Regions from separate parts of the Danio rerio genome. Here region 2 is linked to region 1. Evidence: chromatin contacts called from public HiChIP or PLAC-seq data. All regions are on one chromosome and are shown on one strand. The core of a region is the stretch at or near the end of the contact, and the rest is flanking DNA. Distances in the headings are between cores, read along the strand shown. Region 1 holds the start of msmo1 (methylsterol monooxygenase 1). Region 2 holds the start of rapgef2a (Rap guanine nucleotide exchange factor 2a).

What was found. HiChIP or PLAC-seq counts read pairs in DNA pulled down with a chosen protein or histone mark.
Region 2: an H3K4me3 HiChIP or PLAC-seq map of gastrula embryo shows a contact between it and region 1, with 3 times the contacts expected there. The contact joins the promoter of rapgef2a here to the promoter of msmo1 in region 1.

What each region holds. Positions count from the first base shown.
Region 1 is chr1:22,437,923-22,442,082 of GRCz12tu, forward strand. It overlaps msmo1 (methylsterol monooxygenase 1), which reads right to left and starts at 2,360. Exons shown (of 6, transcript NM_213353.1): 1 at 2,321-2,360.
Region 2 is chr1:22,764,396-22,768,555 of GRCz12tu, forward strand. It overlaps rapgef2a (Rap guanine nucleotide exchange factor 2a), which reads right to left and starts at 2,441. Exons shown (of 27, transcript XM_073950842.1): 1 at 1,767-2,441.

The sequences.
Region 1 (4,160 bases), core at 1,110-3,609:
TTCAATATTGTTGACTTAAAAATGTTTATCATTAAAGAAAAAAAAACTGAATGTTTCTCATTTTAATCTAAATAAACAAAAAATGAATAAAAACTACAGATACCTAATCTGAACCTAAATGATCCAAATGCAATAAATTCCTAAATCTAGTATAAAATGTAAACATTTTTTTGAAATGCAAAAATTATTAATAAAATAAAACTAAATAAATATTGAAAAATTCAGCCCAGATGCTGCTAGACCTTTAAGATTTGAGCTTTACAATAAAAAGCAAAAACAACAAAATAAATTATAAATCAAATCTTTAATAATTTCACAATTATTAACTTTGCTTTATAATATTTAATAATCGTTCGTTACAAAACAAGCTTCTCAGGTTTAGGCATAGGCCGCTATAATATTTTGACGGTATGATACCTTGGATAAAAATATCACGGTTTTGTGATTACTGCTCTAAAATAAATTATTTTTAAATGTCTAGGTAAAAACCTAAAACTTGTTTCCCCTTTGAACACAATATATTTTTTTTTGACAAACATTAAAAATATTTTGTTACAGTAAACATGTCAGGCTGAATTATTAAAATGAATCATTGGATTCTGCGGTCTTCATTAAAACAGATTTCTTTACAATTTAAAACGGCGTCTTTGAAGATCTTTTCTGCTGGGGATACTGTTATCCTAAAAAAATAAAAGCAAACAAGCAAACAAAAAAATCTTATCGATACCGTAATAACAGTAAAGCTTACGGTAAAGTTTAAAAACCTTGACTTTCCAAACTGTGGTATACCTTGAAAATAGTTATCATCCCATGCCTACTCAGGTTGCATAACTATAAATAATTCTAATATTAAACATAAAATGCTGGAAAGTTTTTTACAGGAAAGTTGAGGTAAAGTTGGTTTCATATTCGCACATTCCTTCAAAACAACTTCTCACTTCAAAACATTAGCACTATTTAATCAACTGTGAACAATGTTGTGCTTTGATAGTCATTGGCTGCTAAAGTGATTTACCCATTTAGAATTTGCAAATAATAATTTTCTGTAGGGATGCTCGATCGATCGGTATCTGTATATAGTTATATAGAGCTTAAATAATCAGAATCGGTACTTGGTATCGGCAAATCAACATGATGAGGAATCGGCACTCTGTATCTGTTAAAATATCCTGATCGGAGCATCCCTACTTGTCTGAAATGATATTATTAAGAAGAAAGTCTGAATGTGCGAATATAAAACCAACTTTGCCCTAATCACAGAAAAGTGTTACATTAAATATTATGGGTAAATATTAGGTGGCTCCATGTTTATTATTTTAAAACCATACATTACAAAATAAGCTAAAACACTACAGGTATGTGTAAATTATTATGGTTTAATATTAGGCTGCTCCATGTTTATTAACCAGTCTGGCTATTAAATCACTTCATAATACACTTTAAAATGAATACAGATGATAAAATAACAATTACAACCTACACATATTTACAGTAATCTCTTCATTTTGTAAATAATTCTTTTCTAAAATGATATTGTTAAGAAGAAAGTCTGAATGTGCGAATATAAAACCAACTTTACCTCAATAGTTTGTTATTGTGATTTTATCATGTGTATTCATTTCAAAGTTTATGTGATTTGAGACTGAACATGGAACAGCCTAATATTTAACCATAGTATTTTATGTAACATTTTGAAAGTGTCACATAAAACATTATGGTTAAAGTTAAATATTAGGCAGCTCTGTTTATTATTTTAATAACCATACATTACAAAACAATCTTCACAATAATTAGAATTACACAAATGCCAACATAAATTAAGGTTATATATTAGGCTAACTTACTCCATGTTAATTAACCGTTCAGGCTCTTAAATCTCATAACATAATACACTTTAAAATAATTACAGATGACAAATTACAATAACGTACAAACATTCATTGTGTATGCGTGATGTGAGCGATTTAACGTTACCTATTTAGAATCTGAAAATAATGCTTTTCTGAAATGACATTATTAAGAAGAAAGTCTGAATGTGCGAATATAAAACCAACTTTACCTCAATTAACAAACTACAAATATTTAATCTCTAAAAACGTTTATCCCTCAAAAGCAAATATCTATCGAAACAATCCCTCAAATCAACAGGAAGTCCAGCAGTAATACTGAAATTGATCTTGTTTACACTCTTCTGCAGCAGCAACGCTACATCATGTATTCGAAAAAGCGCAAATATTCTAAATGTCATATTTATTAAATTATATCTGAACAACAAACGTGTGAATATTTAAGAGTGTTGATTTCTATGTTGTTGACTCACCTGTGAGAAGAAGTCCTTCTACCTGCGTTAACTGTAGGACGCTTTTAATGTAAAGAAAGTTCACATAAGACCATTGGATGAGGCAAGAGGAGAGGACGAGTGCGGGCTGAAGACGGGCGCCGATTGGCTCAGATTAGAAGGAGACTGACGTGTGCGGGTAGAGACGGCACTCTGATTGGTTGAGGGAATGAACTGGCGATAGCCAGACCTCGATTTTTCGCAGATCCACCCAATTAAAAAGCGCGAGTGTTTCATAACCTCAACGAACTGAAGCGAGAACTTTTCCTTTTTATGACGAGCCTCAAATTATGATCAATGAAATGTATGTAATGTCTTGGGAAATTAATGTTTCCTATTGTTTTAAAAAACACTTCTGTGTATAATATGCTGTGCCTGTATGATTTTTTTAGATTTATTTTTAATGTACAAATTAGTAAAACAGAAGTTATAAATTATATTATTATATATAATTTTTACGAAATTGTTCAGTTCTTGTTATCATGTTTATTATGTCATTAACTTAATTTTAATAACTGTGCTGTCATAGTTCTGATGTATGAATTTATTATATACAATTATACCTTATTTTATATTGTTTCAGTATTAGTTTAAAGTTTTATTCTTTTTATTTTATTTTAATTCATAATTATTTTTTTACCTTGAATACAAAAAATGAGCTTAAAATATTGTTTATATTTTTATATTGTTTTTATATTTGTTACTTTTTGGCATCATTATACAAGTTTTAAGCTTGTTTTGTGTATTATTATTTTATTTTTAATACTTGGTTTATCTTGTTTGTTCTCATTTCAACAGTGAAAAATGAATAAATCTGAATTTATAAAAATGTTTAGATTATATTGCATTACATTGTAGTGCTAAGGATTTCCCACTTAATACAGTACTGTACTTGGTAATATTTATTCACAGTTTATATATATTTTTCATTTGCTAATTTGTATTATACTATTATTTTGTTTACTTACTATTGTTTTTTAATACTTAATTTTTTATAAAAATGTAATGATAATACTTAAAGAAAAATACTTGAAAAGTATTTCAATTTACTGTATGGTTTAAATTACTGTATATTTAATTTGTTGCTATTATTATCATTATCAGAGGCGACACTAGCTCAGTTGTCTGTCACCTCACAGCCAGAAGGTCGCTGGTTCAAGTCTTAGCTGGAGTTTGCATGTTCTCCTCATGTTAGCATGGGTTTCCTCCGGGTGCTCCGGTTTCCCCCACAGTCCAAAGACATGCAGTATATGTGAATTGGGAAAACTAAATTGTCCATATTGTATGTGTGTGAATAAGTGTGTATGGATGTTTCCCAGCGATGGGTTGCGCTGGAAGGGCAACCGCTGTGTAAAACATATGCTGGATTAGTTGGTAGTTCCTTCCGCAGTGGCAACCCCTCATGAAACCATAGGCCAAAGCCAAGGGAAATTAAATTAAATTATGATTATTACTATTATTAATATTATATTTGCTTCTTTTCCACCACAAGCTCTCATTTGTGTTTTATAGATGAAGTATTAATAACTAAAACAACAGACTTTCTCTTGCTATCATTTTGCCTACATTTTTAGTACCAAATATGCACAGTAATTACCAAAACATACATTTAAAAGTTTGGTAACACTTTATTTTTTAAAGGTACAATTGTTTGCAATTTATTGCTATTAATAAATTACTTTTAGCTTAACAAACTCCTAATTTGCTGCTTATTAATAGTTATTAAGCTAGTTATTAAGTTATTAAATCATCAGGGGTGTAGAATAGGATTATGCCGAATATGTACTTTATTAGTACTAATAAACAGGCAATATCTTAATAA
Region 2 (4,160 bases), core at 1,191-3,690, 330 kb after region 1:
ATGTCTCTGTTTACCTCAAACCACGTTGAGACACAGCAGCAGCATTTTGAAACCAAAACAGCCTCTCTAGCGTTTCAAAAACGCTCCGTTTTCATGGCTCAAAATTATCTGGGGTAGTTTGGACAGAAGGCGCAACCATAGGAAAACTTCAGCATTTTAAAACTAAAACATATTAGTGCAAACAGGGCCTGAGACTCCTGGGAGTCAGAGGTGCCAGAGTCTGATCTATAATCCTTTCTATAGCTAGAGTATTCCTATTGGACTGATATTACGCTTATAAGAAACAAAACATGAATTTCCTAAACAAACAGCTTTAAATCTTCATGGAAGTACACAGGGGTCCAAAACTGAAGGCTCCACACTATAAACTACATTCCTCACATTCCTTCGATTCATTAAATTCCTTGGTCCACAACGCACAAACCAGAGGTCCCACACACAGAACTCAAATGCCTTTTTACGTGGCCACAGGCAGGAGTTTCAGAGTGCGCAGACATTCAAACAATGCTAGTAGTTTGCAAAGTTGAAACACTAATGAGCTTGTGGTCTGGAGCTAAATGGTGCTGTGACGTTTGTTTATTGCAGCTGGTTTAAATGAGGATGATCTAGTCTGGACTGCAGGGCATGGTGAGGAAATAGTCCTTTCCGACAGATGAGTAATATACGTCTGAAATACCACAGCGACAAGGTCTAGCTCTGATGAGTGAGACTATATTAAGCAATGCTTTAAAAAAAACCTTGTGGCTCTGATTACAACAAAACTGAGCAGAAATGTGGAACAAAACAGTAAGACGCTTGACTTTGTTTTGGTTACATACTAAAGAGACACCACAAATGACCAAAATTACTTGGCGCCTTTATACAAGCTGGTCTAAATGAAACTATGTCTCCAATGTCTGAGCGCACCAGAGAATTCAAGTCAACTGTGTATGAAAATGTCTTACTATTTCCTGGAGATATTTCAAGTCAGTTTTAGATGTATAAACTCGTCTTGTGTTGTATAAACCATTGCGTAACACTTTGTCTTCTATTGGCATACATAGATATATTGATGTTTCAGGTCAAATTTACATGCATAAGCAGTTTCCTAGTTTTATAAACCAAATTATTCAGACACTGTTGAATGTCAGGCTGAGTTTAACAAGCAATTGAATCGAGATGTTTTAAGCGAGCTTTAGTTGCACAAACTATTTTCTAGTTGTGTAAACAATATTGAGACAGAAGACTTTGTAAGTCAGCTTGGATTATATAAATGGTCTTGTTGCGAAGTTGTAAGTTAGCTTCAGTTGTATAAACAACTTTCTAGTTTTATAAACTAAAACATTTTAATTTATAAATCTAAATCCATATGTTGAGATGTTCTAAAGCAGCTTGAGTTGCACAATTCATTTATTAGTGTATAAACAAACTTTCTGAGATGCAAGTCAGCGTAAGTCGTATAAACATACCTTTGAGACATTTTTTATGTGAGTCAGCCTAGACTGAGTAAACCGGGAACAGAATCGACTGCTACACCAATGTATGGACCAATTTATTGAGTTGTATTTCAGCTTGAGTTGTGCAAGCTTTTAGTTGTAAAGTTATAACTAAATTGGGCGTTGCAACACAACTAAAACTATTGCACTGAGACGTTTTAAAGTCAGTTTGGATTGTTTACATCGATTCATTTACACTGCTTCCCTAAACTGTAACTTTAGTTATTGTGTAGCAGCAAACTGCGTTTGTTCCCTATTTAGGCAGCATTAATACAGTAGTATGTCTCATACCTGTTGCGTCCTGTCGGCTGGGATCTTCATGATCGCGTGCCGAAAACTATTGTCCACATATGACGCCATTCTGTCCGCGTGCATTCACATGTAACAATAGATCTCCTTTATATACGCTCGTTCATTTCCTCTAGCGATTTCGACTCATTTTTTTAAAGAGTAGTCATTTGTAACACTCCTTAAGTTACCTAAATGACAAAAAAAAATGTCTCGAAGCGGGCCGGGTTTCGAGCCCCGGTCTGGAGTTGAGTACAGAGCTCGGGTAACAGTAGATCCTCTTAGCGACGTCACAGTTACAGAGCACAAACACAAAGTTAAAAGTTTATAGCGCTCAATAATCTTTTCCCATAGACAGCGAAAAGATGATAGTGTAACAGAACCACATCTGTGTCGAGTAACATCACTGAAGCAACTAATTAGCAACTAAAACGTCCAGAAATGTCTGGCAGTCTCTTGTGTCCAGATGGAGGTTCACGGATATAACGTTACAAACGCAAACTCCGTAGTTTCGGGGTCGCTGTTCATCACTCCGCGTCCGGCGGGTCTCCTCCTCAGTCGAAGAGCCTGCAATAAACAGATGATATCCCAAGTGCGGGTAGTTTAACTAAGTGACGTGCGTCCATAGCGACTGTGCGACAGACTCCAAGCGGACGGGCGGGGTGAAACTGGACCGGTGACAACGCTGTGATTCACAAGAGTTGAAGTAAGAATTAAACGGCGGACCTGTAGCGCCTCCAGTGGACACTATTGGAACGTCGAGGTAGATTCATTTTAAAATAGTTTGTTGGGTTAAAATAAAAAAAAAACATTTGATATATATATATATATATATATATATATATATATATATATATATATATATATATATATATATATATATATATATATATATATATATATATATAAACGAATAAAGATTTAAGTTCATGCCAACGTACATAATCTTATGTCAAAACAATGATTATTGTAATATAATACATGTTGAAAATACAAATAAAAAATGTTAACACCTTGACTGATATTTCACATAATTTTACCCTCTTCTCCTGTCCTCATTTCATAGTGTTTAGGGAAAGTAATGGTATATAAATTACAAAAAGATATAAAAAAAATAAGATTATATATATATAATATATATATATATATATATATATATATATATATATATATATATATATATATATATATATATATATATATATATATATTCTATTTTTTGCAACAGTATGCTGTGCAATTTCTGAAGTAGTGGGGGATTTTTAATTAGTTTATTTTGAAAATGGTTCATAAATCATACAGAATTAAGTATTTTGAAAATGTTGCGATAGTTTTTGTAAGGGTTTGAAAATACAGCTTATTTATCTGGAAACAACAAATGATACAAATGAAGAGCAAACATGTTTCATCAAATGATTCTTGAGTTGCATTAATTAATAATATAGACTGGAGAAAAGCTTAGTTGTTGCCTCATAAACACTTTCTTCCTAATAAAACTAAAGAAATCCACTTTCAAATATTGCATAAAATATATCTGGTTAACACGTTAATTTCAAAATATGTTGACATAAAAATGTGTCAGATTTTTGGTTCTATTGAAGAACTGTAGTCTATTGACTTTGATTTGATTTAGATAGCTTTCCTGTAATGCTCTTAATTTATTAATTATCATACACTTGTAATTTACTTACCCCTTTCTTTGTTTTTTAGTGTTTTTTCTTTCTGCAGTTAATATAACTCTTTTATATTGATCTCCTGATTGTGGTTGTATATTTTCATTCATGAATATATTTTTTAATTGACAATTCCGTTTAGTACCTTAAACGTCCAGCAGAGTACGCTAGAATGCAGTACATTGAGTGAACGCTAGTTAGTTTGAGGCCACCAGTCGCTCACAAAATTTTAGAGGTTTAATAAAAGGCAAAAGGTTTATGTTTTTTATATAAATAATACATAATTTTACATCATGTAAAAACTCTTGCAAAAGAGATGATTCTTAAATGGTTCTTTCACATAGTAACAGTTCTGCTGTGAACAGAATTATCCTCTTATTCTGAAATGGTGTTATTTATTTCATTAACTGACCAAGCATCTCAGGTTTTCTGGAGCTCAACTATCAACACAGACTGACAAAACTCCCTCAAAATTAATTCTTCCTTAAAATGTTTGTACATTTTAGCTTTTAAATGTATACAAATTTTCTGTCAACTTTTAAAAATGTAACTTGTTTACTCTCTCTTTCTGATTTTAGCTTAACACGTGACAGGTAAATAACATGGAAGTGTAATTCAGATGCGGTGAAATCTAAAAACTTCCTCATCTGCAGAGAATACGACATTTCATTTGACCAAAATACACTCATAATGATGGACAGAAAGACACCACAGAGGATTGTAT